Regions from separate parts of the Oryzias latipes genome. Here region 1 is linked to region 2. The links are chromatin contacts, called in public Hi-C maps. All regions are on one chromosome and are shown on one strand. Each heading gives the region's core, a stretch centred on a gene start, on an enhancer-like site or on the middle of the called end of the contact. The rest is flanking DNA. Distances are from core to core; before and after follow the strand shown.

Region 1 (5,320 bases), core at 233-2,732, 120 kb before region 2:
TGTTTCTGTTTCTGTATTTTTGAGTATTTGTCATAAAGGCAAACTGAATTTTTCTCCTCTATTGTTTCAAACTTCTGACTTCTTATATATATATATATATATATATATATATATATATATATATATATATATATATATATATATATATATATATATATATATATATATATATATATATAACTTCCCTTTTTAGATGTTTTAATAAAAAAAAACAAGTTAGCTGTAAGTTAAAGGACTTAAGCTGTGCATTTTCATGTTTTATTCATAGCTGTTTTTTTTTTAGATCTTTTTGGGTTTAATGTTTACATTTATTTTAACTTACTCCTACTTTTCATTTGCATTTATGTGGATTTCTTTAAAGTTCGACTCCGATCATCTTTTTATCTATTTTAAAAGCGTTCCCAGTGGTTTCTTAATTATCAGAGTGGGTCTGTAAGTATTTTCCTTCTGTTTAAGTCCTCTTATTTAAGTGCCAAGGTGATTTTAAGGTGCAGCACTAAGGGTCAAAAACACAATCTAACTAAAATAGATTAGGTGTCATTATTATCCAATGCAGTTGAGATCATTCCAAGATGGCCACTTTGTTTTAACTGTATTTTTGTATACAAAAAATCGACTTATATTGAAGAGTTGTGGGTGTAATCTCTGTACTGAGCAAGCAAAACGTGACAGTGAAGAGAAAAAGTTCCTCTAAATAAAGAAGGACAAGAGAAACCTCTAGCAGAACCAGATGTGAGCTGTTGGCAGTTTGAGAGGACATCTTTTTTAAAACAAGAAGTAGACACACCTTTAATCACATTTTATTGGGTCGAAAAAAAAAAAAATCCAACACACACATAATAGAGTTGCCACCACCTGAGGGTGCCATCGTCATACCAGCCCTCGCAGATGGACATGTGCTCAGGCACGTACACAGGCCTGCATTAACTCATTGTCTGGATCTCTCTTTTACTGCGCCACTTCTCAGACTAGCGGCCTGCTTACTTTCCGTCTTGCGTGAGTTGCAAAGACTTTGTGATTTGTGAGAATCTTTTGATGTGCAAAGTGGGAGAGGCCTGCAGCCTGATCTGGCCTTTGTCCCGGTGTCACCAAAGCTTACAGGGCAGTGGAGGAAAGTGAGAGAAGCGCTTCTGCAAAAGCAGATCATTTTTAATGGAGCTTGGATTCACTATAAAAGGTGAACGCCTGGAAAAAAAAAAGACTTTTGGAGGCAGAAAATGCTTTTTGCGGCATTGTTGTTTATTTTCATGAGTTCTATCCTACAAGATTTTCAGTAATCTTCCTGATAAATAGAAGATTCCCGTGTTCCTGCCTGATTCAGCATCTGTTCTGATCCTTCAAACACCTCCTCCGTCCTCCAACGCACTTTTCTTCTCAAGAGAAATGTAGAGCCACTACTCATTTGCTTCTTCTGCCTTCAGACTGAAAACATCAGCCATCTGGTCGAGGGGTGAAAGGTCAAACCTCAGGCTGGTAATGAGGGTGGCGTCGCTAGGGGGATGTAGAAGTGGTTTTGTGTGTGCGGGCCTCACTGAGCGTGCCTGCTTCCTGAGAGAGCGCATTAAACATTAACAAGTCCGCTCTGCACGTCCTGAGGAAAGACAGAAGAGAGAGAGACGGTGTTTTCACACAGTGACTTTAGGCGCAAACATATGCAGGTGGATGCAAGAATGCAGACATGTCGCACAAGCACGGAATCCTGGAATGAATGTGGAAACACATTTGCCTCCAGTCACTGTGGCTGCAAAAAGCTTTTCTTGTTTATTGATTTGGCCTTCCTACATCCCATCTATCAATAGCTTTGGTCAATGCAGGGAAGGAAAAAAATGCATAAAGACAGCTGGTGTGACAAAGGAGCATGAGTGTGTGTGTTCTCCAGCATTTTCTTTCACCGGAAACACTTGATCCAACACATTTAGTACATTTGGTTCAGTTGTTTTTCACTAGGCTAAATGAGCTCCTCCTGACTTATACTGCAGCATTTGTGGCTCTAAAGCAGGGGTGTCAAACCCATTTTCACAGAGGGCCACATCAGCATAGTGGCTGTCCTCAAAGGGCCAGATATAACATATACATGTACCTAAATGTAATGAAAAATAAACGTAACTTTCTTAATGTTATATAACTCATTATCTATTTATTATAACTTTTTAAGAGACAATTAAAGTTGCATAGAAAACATAAGTTTGCTTGTTACTCTAGCATAAATCCTTTTAAATTTGATTCTGTCAGGTTAGGTTATATGGACAGTGTTTAAGTCCTAATGTATAGTTGCCCAATCTGATATTTCAAGTCTGATTCCCCCTACATATAAATAAATACATACCAATTTTTATTTTAAGAAATTAAAAACCTTTATGCTCTCGCGGGCCACATGAAATGACATGGAGGGCCACATTTGGTCCCCGGGCCTTGAGTTTGACACATGTGCTGTATAGGAACTTCAGCTGTTAGAGTTGTCAACCCAGCCCCCCCTTTCTCTTGTTGATGTGGGTCATAAACTCTTTCACCAAACATCAAGTGCATATTTTATTCATTTTCTGTTGTTGCAGATTAGTTGACATGGTTGATAAGGTGTGGATATTTCTGGTTTGATTAATGACGTGTTAAGGGACTTTCTTCATCATTTTGTATTCGTCCATTTGGACGACATTTTGATTTTTTCCAGAGACCTGGACAAACATAGGCGACATGTTTGTCTGGTTCTCCAGTGGTTGCTAGAGAATAAACTATATGTCAAGGCAGAGAAGTGCCAGTTTCACTCCCCCTCTGTTTCTTTCCTGGGCTTTGTGATTGCAGGCGGGGAGGTGAGGCCAGATCCGGCCAAGGTGAGTGCAGAAGCTAATTGGCATGTCCCCACTTATCGTAAACAGCGTTTCTTGGGTTGTGTTTCCTTCCTTCGTCACTTCGTCTGTAAGATAAGATAAGATAAAACTTTATTCATCCCACAATGGGGAAATTCTTTAAACAATGGGGAAATTCTCTGTAACTTCAGCGCTCCTCCGCCGGCATCATAGATGGTCAGCCAACCTACACTGGTCGATGCCTGCTGGATGCCAGACGGCGGGGCAGGGGTCTTCCATACTTTGTGGACTGAGAGGGTTATGGCCCTGAGGAGAGGTCATGGACCCAGCCCTCATTCGTGAGTTTCACCGCCGCCACCTGGGCAAGCCTGGCGGTGCACCCAGAGGTGCCTCTTGAGGAGGGGGTACTGTCATCTTAATGGGTGCACCTGTACTTAATTGTCTCATCCTTCCATGATCCCAGTGTTCCCTCCACTTGTTTGCCAGATCATGTTGTTTCCAGTGTTCTGTTCAGAACAGAGGAGAGGTATCTGCATTTGGAACTTGCCAGTTTGTGTCCAATTTATGTGGAACTTTAGGAAAATATATGGACCACAAAGCTCCATTCTGTCTAAATTAAATAGATTGAATGCAATTACAAAATAGAATAAAATAGATTTAGTTTTTGCATTAATGCATAATACAAAAGATCTATATTAAATGTAAATATTACAGCTGTCTGGGATCTTTTTAGGGTTAGAAATGAATCTTAAAGTAACTTTAAAGCTCCACTATGATACAAATTGTTTATTGGGTGTTCTGGACATGTTCTTGTGGTATCTTTCTCATGATGTAGGAGATATATAAAGAAAATTTTAATTGCATTTCTGAGTATTTCTATATTCAAATTATGATGAATCATGAGCAGACGAAAGAAACATTATTTGAAAAAGAGCTTATTTGTGATGTAGAAAAAAAACTTTTCACTTTGAGAAAAAAACTTTTAGAAACAAACCACTCTTTGTCTCTTGGATGAAGTTGTTTTTGCTGCATCACTCACTGTTTTGTAGCCTGTACCAAGCTGAGCCATCGCTGTCTCTAATGTCTGACACCATTTGTTTTTTTTTTCTTGTCAGACAGACTGTGTGTTGTGACTCAATGTGACAAGGAGAAAGCAGTTTGTGAGACACGCAGAGGAGCAGAATCAGCATCTCAGCTTCTGAGTCACTTTCGAGCACAGTAAAGGTAGCTCAACTTATTGTTGCTCACATAGGAAAAAAGTTGCAAGAATAGTTTAAACAACTCTAACCTTTTTGTTGGTTTTTTTTTGCTAAAATTATGTTCCACTGGCGTGACAATTTTTTTTTTTCAGTCACTGATTCCTTCATAACCAGTTATGTTCAGTCCCAAGTAGTTTGGGGTGGGATATATTGAGAGGTGAAATTTAGGCTTATTAAACATTTTCTGTCAAAGTTTTAAATTGGAATAAAAAAGGGGTGGAACCAAGTGACAATCACAATGCCATAAAAGCACCGTATGTTCCGCACATTTGGGAGCAACGGATTTTAAGATGTACCATCAATGAATGAATGGTCTAATTTTGAACTAACGTCATATATAAGGCACACCGACCTAAAAGATGCATTAAGCGAGACAAACAAGTCAGAGATAAGTTGGTCAGTAAGGCTTTCACTCCCGAACTTGTTGGTAACTCGCTACACGTTAGTCATGTGAGAAGCATTAGCTGCATAAGTACATTCAAAACCTTGTTTTTTCAACACGTAAAAAAACATCTCAATACTGCTAAAATCTACATTACTGTGACCACGCTAACTCCCAACCTAGTTAGTAACACCTAGAAAACCCCACAATCCAATACTACTACACATTAGCCACATTAGCATTTTACAATAACACCCAGCCTATTTTTTTTTTTACAAGTTTTTTAACTTGTCCTGTCCAACAGCTGAGCAAACAGATGAGAGCTGAAGGCCTCTTGTGTTGGACATATTTTACTTTTCCTACAAGGGGTTATTAATCTTCTGACACGCAAGGTGTATATTTGAATAAACCCCTTTTGTAATTTAATTTTATTTGTATCTGTTTTTTGTTGAATCCATTTACAAGACGTTCCTCATTATAAGACGCTCTGTTGTTTCATGAAAAAAAAAATGTGCGTGCTTCTTTAAGGCTTTTAAGTGCGGCCTGTGGTGCGGAAAGTACGGAATATATGGCATCATTTTTTTTGTTACACTAGCTCTAAGACCTTTGATCAGAATAGATGTATGGAACCTCAAGTTGCACATTTAGACCTTTTTTACCCATAGAAGCTAATCTGGTTTGTTTCCTGTCAAAATCAGAGCCTGATTCATGCATAGGAAAGCTAAACCACTCTTTGATGTCCTAACTCTATTGTTTCTTCATTAGTATTTTCCGTACAAAAAAATAGGGACTTGAGACTGTATTGATTTCGGCTCTAAAGAAAATATAAGCTAAAGTCTTTCATTTGCAGCGTTTTGGGCCTGATTTCGGCCTTG
Region 2 (5,148 bases), core at 2,293-4,792:
TTCCAATTAAATGCGATTTTTTGTGATCTCCTGTGTGAACGTGAAATGACCCAGAAGTGACCATGAGTACTCAACTGTGAACAACGTCACTCGTTGTTTGCGGAGCTAACGTTAACAATGGATCTCAATAATAGTGTTGTCAACAGCGGAGCTCTTTTTGCATTATTACATTCATTTTCAAAAAGGAGCCAGCACAATTACAATCTTCTCATTTTAAGAAGGCATTGGAGCCGGGATTGTCTGTACCCACTGTAGTGGAATGGCACGTGTGGCTGTGTAAGAGAGAGGAGAGAGCTCTCTCCTCACTGTGGGGCAGTGGGGGCGCGCATTCATGTTATGTGTTAGGGAGGAAGGAGAACGATAATAAAAGAAGGCCTCCCACCAGCGGAACTGCTATTGAGTCTTTATTAACCCGCTCTAGAGAATCTGAGGGTCCGAACGGGGAAGTGAACCCCGAAGGAGGATCCGCCTTCGGTCCCCCGCGCTTCTGACCACAGTCGGAAAGGGGAAAAATAGTCATTGTGGAAAAAGGTTCAACAATACACTTGGCCATTTCGCTGGAAATTTTTTCAGAAACCTCCCATATGCGATAAGAGCCCTGGAGTTTGGCCTGAATAGAGCTGTCACCCCAAATATGAATCAAATCAGTGACCTTGCTTCCCTTCCACCGACTGGTCTCAGCAGCATCTTCCACCATGGTTGATGTTTTCGTTCCCGCCTACTTCAACGCAGAATTATGACATTTGTAGCGTATCGATGACGTACGGGTCAGATTCATGTGGCCTGGCCGTTCAGACGGCGGGCGCATTTCAAAAGATCGGATACGTATCAGATTCAGGACCACATACCCACGTGGCCTGGGTCGCATTTGAAAAGATCTGATCTGTGTCGTTCAGACTGTCATGAAAAGATCAGATACAGGTCGCATAGGGGCAAAAAAAAAATCGGAATTGGGTCGTTTCAGCCTGCAGTAAGGCTTTAGCCATTCCACCGTTTGATGCATTTCCCAACCAATCTCTCCCTGCAGTCATCTTATCATTAATTGGAACCTTGCTCCTTAGAAAACCCTAACCCTGAAGTCTAATTTTTACCAAACCGCCATCCCTCTTGTTTATAATGTTCCCAATTTGTTTTTGTAGACTTCGGCCATTAATTCTGCGGGGTTCAAAAACTCACCCCCTTTAACAAACAGCGACAGCTCAAGATGGGACACCTTGATTGATTATATAGGGCACAGAGGAGCACATAGGAGCTATAATGTACAAGGGATTGACTTTATGTCTATGATCTGGAATGTCGACACAAAGCCACAAAATTCCTACTTGTGTTTAGGACTCACAAAGGCCTCCATTATATGAGAGTATCGCTGCAATTCCAATATGAGTTACTGTTAACTCTGTACTCTGTCCAAACCAGCTGGATTTTTTTTAATTTTTATTTTATTTCTGTTCATAAAAAGCTTGTCAGTCTCATAGCTGTTTAAAAAAAAAAAGCGAGAGGAGTTTGCCCATTCCTCCCGAATGTGCGGAGGGTTTGACAGGGAGTTTGCATATGATTTCCATAAACGAGGGCGCTGGTGTATGAATAGCTTGTCAGACGGACTGGTGTGTGAAGGCGGCTGTCATTCACCGGCAGTGGTGATTGCGCTCAACCTGACCCATTATGGAGGACTAATTGAATAAATAAGCCATGTATGATTATTGACATGAGTATTTTTCCATATGCCATAAATCCACAGTTTTCGATGTGGGGGAAGTTTCCTAGTCCTAGAACATAAATGGAGGCCATCAGCAGAGTGATTTTCCTTCCTTTTCTCTTTGTTCTTTTTCTCTCCTGCATTTTCTTTGGTCTTTCTTGCTGGTAGGTGCCATCAATGCTGCTTTTGTTGGGCCTCAAACAGTAACGAGGGGGCTCATGAGACCCTCTAACAATGGACACAAGCCCCCCCCGCATGAGCTGCCAGAGTTGTCTGTGTTGGTGTGTAATGCTTGGAAGTGAAGGATAAACCCTTTGTGTGTTTGGGAAACACCTTCAGTTTCCTCCCCTGTACTCACCTGTTTTAGTCGCAGGTGTTCTGGCGGTTTTGCACCTGCAACTCCAAAGCTGTGCCCCAGTGGGTTTTGAGTGGGTTCTGACATTGCAACAGCTGCAGTGTAACGTTACACTTGGCCACCGATTTTTCTATTAAAGTTCCTTCTGGAAACTACCTTAAAGTACGCTTTTAATTAGCTGCTCGTTAGGAGTCGCTCAAGGACTTTTCACATTCAGCACAACAAAAGCTGCTTGGACTCGGCTGTTGGTTGGCTTTGGATCTGTGTCCGCCCACGGTGTGTTAATGAACAATCCAATTCATTTCTTGAAGAAAATGGAGCAGTAGTGCTACGGTTGGGTGCTGACCCTGTCTTCATTGACTATGTTCAGGCAGTTTTTCTTCACCAAGAAGCTTTTTCTTTTGTGTTGACATGATGGTAGATCAATGTGTATTGAGTAAACAGAATTTAGCTATATAATCGTCTTGATTTCAGCTTAAAATGTAAAAAGTTCTGGTTTATTTCTTGAATTTGACCCATCCCTTTATGGACGGCTGAGCTGTACGTGTGGTTAGTACTTTATACAAAAAGCTAGAGGTTTTATTTTTAAGAAAAACAATATAAAGTTGCAGTGTTTTCAAAAAAGGGAATTTCTTTCCATTCAGTTTTAAGCTCATTGTATTTTTTAGAACTTTGACAATTTCTCTAAGGTTTCTGTTGAATTTCACTGGCTTTGAGGAAATCTTTGATTACAGCGGCTGAAAAATGTTTTGAAGCTGCTCTCGGGGAGCCTTCCTGGCTTTCATCCATCCTCCCATTCTATTCTTATCACGTATACAAACACACAAGATGGCTGCTGGAGCTGGCTGTTAACACCTCCAGCCTACACAAGGGGCATCTTTTTTTTTTTTTTTTAACTGCTGTCTCATTACTGCAGAAAGGGAGGGGAAATGGCGAGGTTGGCGGGGGCCTGTCCGGGTCCTGAGCATGCACTCCTTGAGAGCGGCGGGTTTTCCATTTGCCTCCCGTGCAGAGTTTATGTTAAGTGTGCTCAGTGTTTGCCTCTGAGTGACGGTAGAGAAGTAGGTCAGCAGAGACCCCGTTCAACCCGAGCTGAGCTGATAATGCTTGATGAAGTGCACACGCGTGTGTTTGTGTTTGTGCTGGCGTTTGCGAGTGGGCATGTGTGGCAGTGTGTAGTTTGTTTCCTTCCGCCACAAGCCAGTCTGACCTGCCCCAGCTTCAACAGAACCATGCGGCTGCGTGTCTCAAGCGGGGGAGTGTGGGTGACGGCTGAAGAGCCTTTTAGTTGGAATGAACCTCTGTAAAATAGAAAGTTTCTTGTGGAAGGTTGGGAAAAACAGCAGCTTGTAAGGAAAAGTGGAAAGGAAAATAACTATTCATGTCTCTCGTACTCATTTCACAGCTTGATGCTGTTGTCAGGGGATGGCTGAGCTGCTCCACCCCCTTTTCCTCCGACGAGTCAATCCACTATCATATTCCTTACCATTCTGTCTTCTGATTGGTGGGTTTACCTCTCAAAGGAATGAAATGGGACTGATGTGGGACTGGAGCAGGAAGGAAAGGGTCTGAGTCTCCAGCAGGGGTAAAGTTAGACCTCTGCATGCTCATCTGGTTGTTGTTACCGGTTTAGAGGAAAGGAGTGGTAAGACAAAAGCATTCCAACGAATAAAATAATTACTTTTAAACAAAACATTTAACATAAGCCTGTTATTTTATGGGCAAAGGTAGCTTGTAAACAAAAGGTTTAGATGATGCTTTCTAAAGGTCACTTTCTGTTTGACATGATGATGTTCAGGGAAGGAAAAATATCTATCCTGTATTTTATTCGATCTGGGGAGGAAATAATCCTATTTCAGAACGCAGGAGGTTTGTACAAATGCCAGAGAACGAACAAATGTAAGGACCTTGGCAGCATGTAAAAGCGATTGCTGCTCCCTCTTCCCTCCTGGGTATTATCATAGCTGAGTGTCTAATGGGAAGTGAAACCAGAGCTCTGTAAATGTGCTGTTAAGGTCTCTAAGCTCTATTTTTGGTTATGATGTACACTATGAAAGAGCTTCATTAGTTTCAGCCAGGATGTGGAATAAAAAATACTGTAGAAAGCAGTTATTAGATCAGATTTTAGCATTAGTTCATGATGGAAATTGTTGAATTGAAATGATGCCTTTTCCTTTGGTTTTCCAAAAGTGTTATTGTTAATATTGTTATTGTAAAAATTCCAGCATTTTTCCACAACAAAGCAATTGACTCTTATTGTTAAACCAACAACTATTGGATAGTTTCTTCGCGTTTGCGTTCAAGCTCTGGTAACCGGGTTTTAGTTTGTCAAAACTGCCCTCAAACAAGAGCATTGCCTCTCTATTTGCAGGTCAAACTCGCACCACATCGCGTTCAAACACAAATTATACATCTCTTAAAGTCACCGCCGACACCTCCACTACTATAACCCTTTAACACATGTGATGTTGCCAGTGACGCCTAAATAACACACTCTATGATGTACCACAGATGTTTGACTGTTTACGCAATCAACTTGAAGAAGGTGATTCTGACAAAGTAAAACGGTGAGCAAATCTGCTTTGCAGCGATATAACGATTTACTGGTATGTTACTAAAGTGTTCCGTAATGGCGCAAACTCGCATTTCTACACAACAGAATACGCTAATTTATGTCAACTGCACAAACGGCTCACTACTGTAAACTGTTGCATGTCAGGGTAACGCTGCTTTTCTCCGCTTCAGAATCTGCTGGAATAACTTAAATTGCGGTAGAAGAGTTACAATAGACGAAAGAATATCAACACTGAAGCTAAAGCTCCGATGTTAAAGGGCTAAAGATTCGTCTTCGTGTCGTTCATCCACCTTCTTGTTTGTTTTTTTGTTTAGTCAAAAACCAAGTGTGGTGCATCAGCGACTTTTGTGTTTAGAAAAACCTTTTAAACTGCCTCAAACCTGATTGAGATGTCAGTTATTTGGAATTTTCTGATAAATATATGAACGTTGGCTGAAGAAAGCTCTTTAAATGTACCCGTTACTGTTGTGTTTGGGGTTAGCCGCTTAACTGAGTTCATTCATTCAGGCTGTTTTTCCAATC

Evidence for each region. Hi-C and Micro-C count contacts between places; a contact is called where the count stands out from the background.
Region 1: a contact with region 2 is called in a Hi-C map of embryo, with 1.6 times the contacts expected there. The contact joins two enhancer-like sites. A contact is called at or near these places in 2 of 5 Hi-C or Micro-C datasets (both in embryo).

What each region holds. Positions count from the first base shown.
Region 1 is chr11:23,933,338-23,938,657 of ASM223467v1, reverse strand. No RefSeq gene overlaps it. Among protein-coding and RNA genes, the nearest start is that of LOC101169467, 9.1 kb to the left of the region's middle. Within about 2 kb of position 1,482, at least 4 of the 8 cell types and tissues checked have an H3K27ac peak or open chromatin away from gene starts, as enhancers often do. A contact at or near this core is called in embryo, where this site is marked.
Region 2 is chr11:23,814,780-23,819,927 of ASM223467v1, reverse strand. The region is part of intron 1 of jarid2 (protein Jumonji); the gene reads left to right. Among protein-coding and RNA genes, the nearest start is that of jarid2, 17 kb to the left of the region's middle. Within about 2 kb of position 3,542, at least 3 of the 8 cell types and tissues checked have an H3K27ac peak or open chromatin away from gene starts, as enhancers often do. A contact at or near this core is called in embryo, where this site is marked.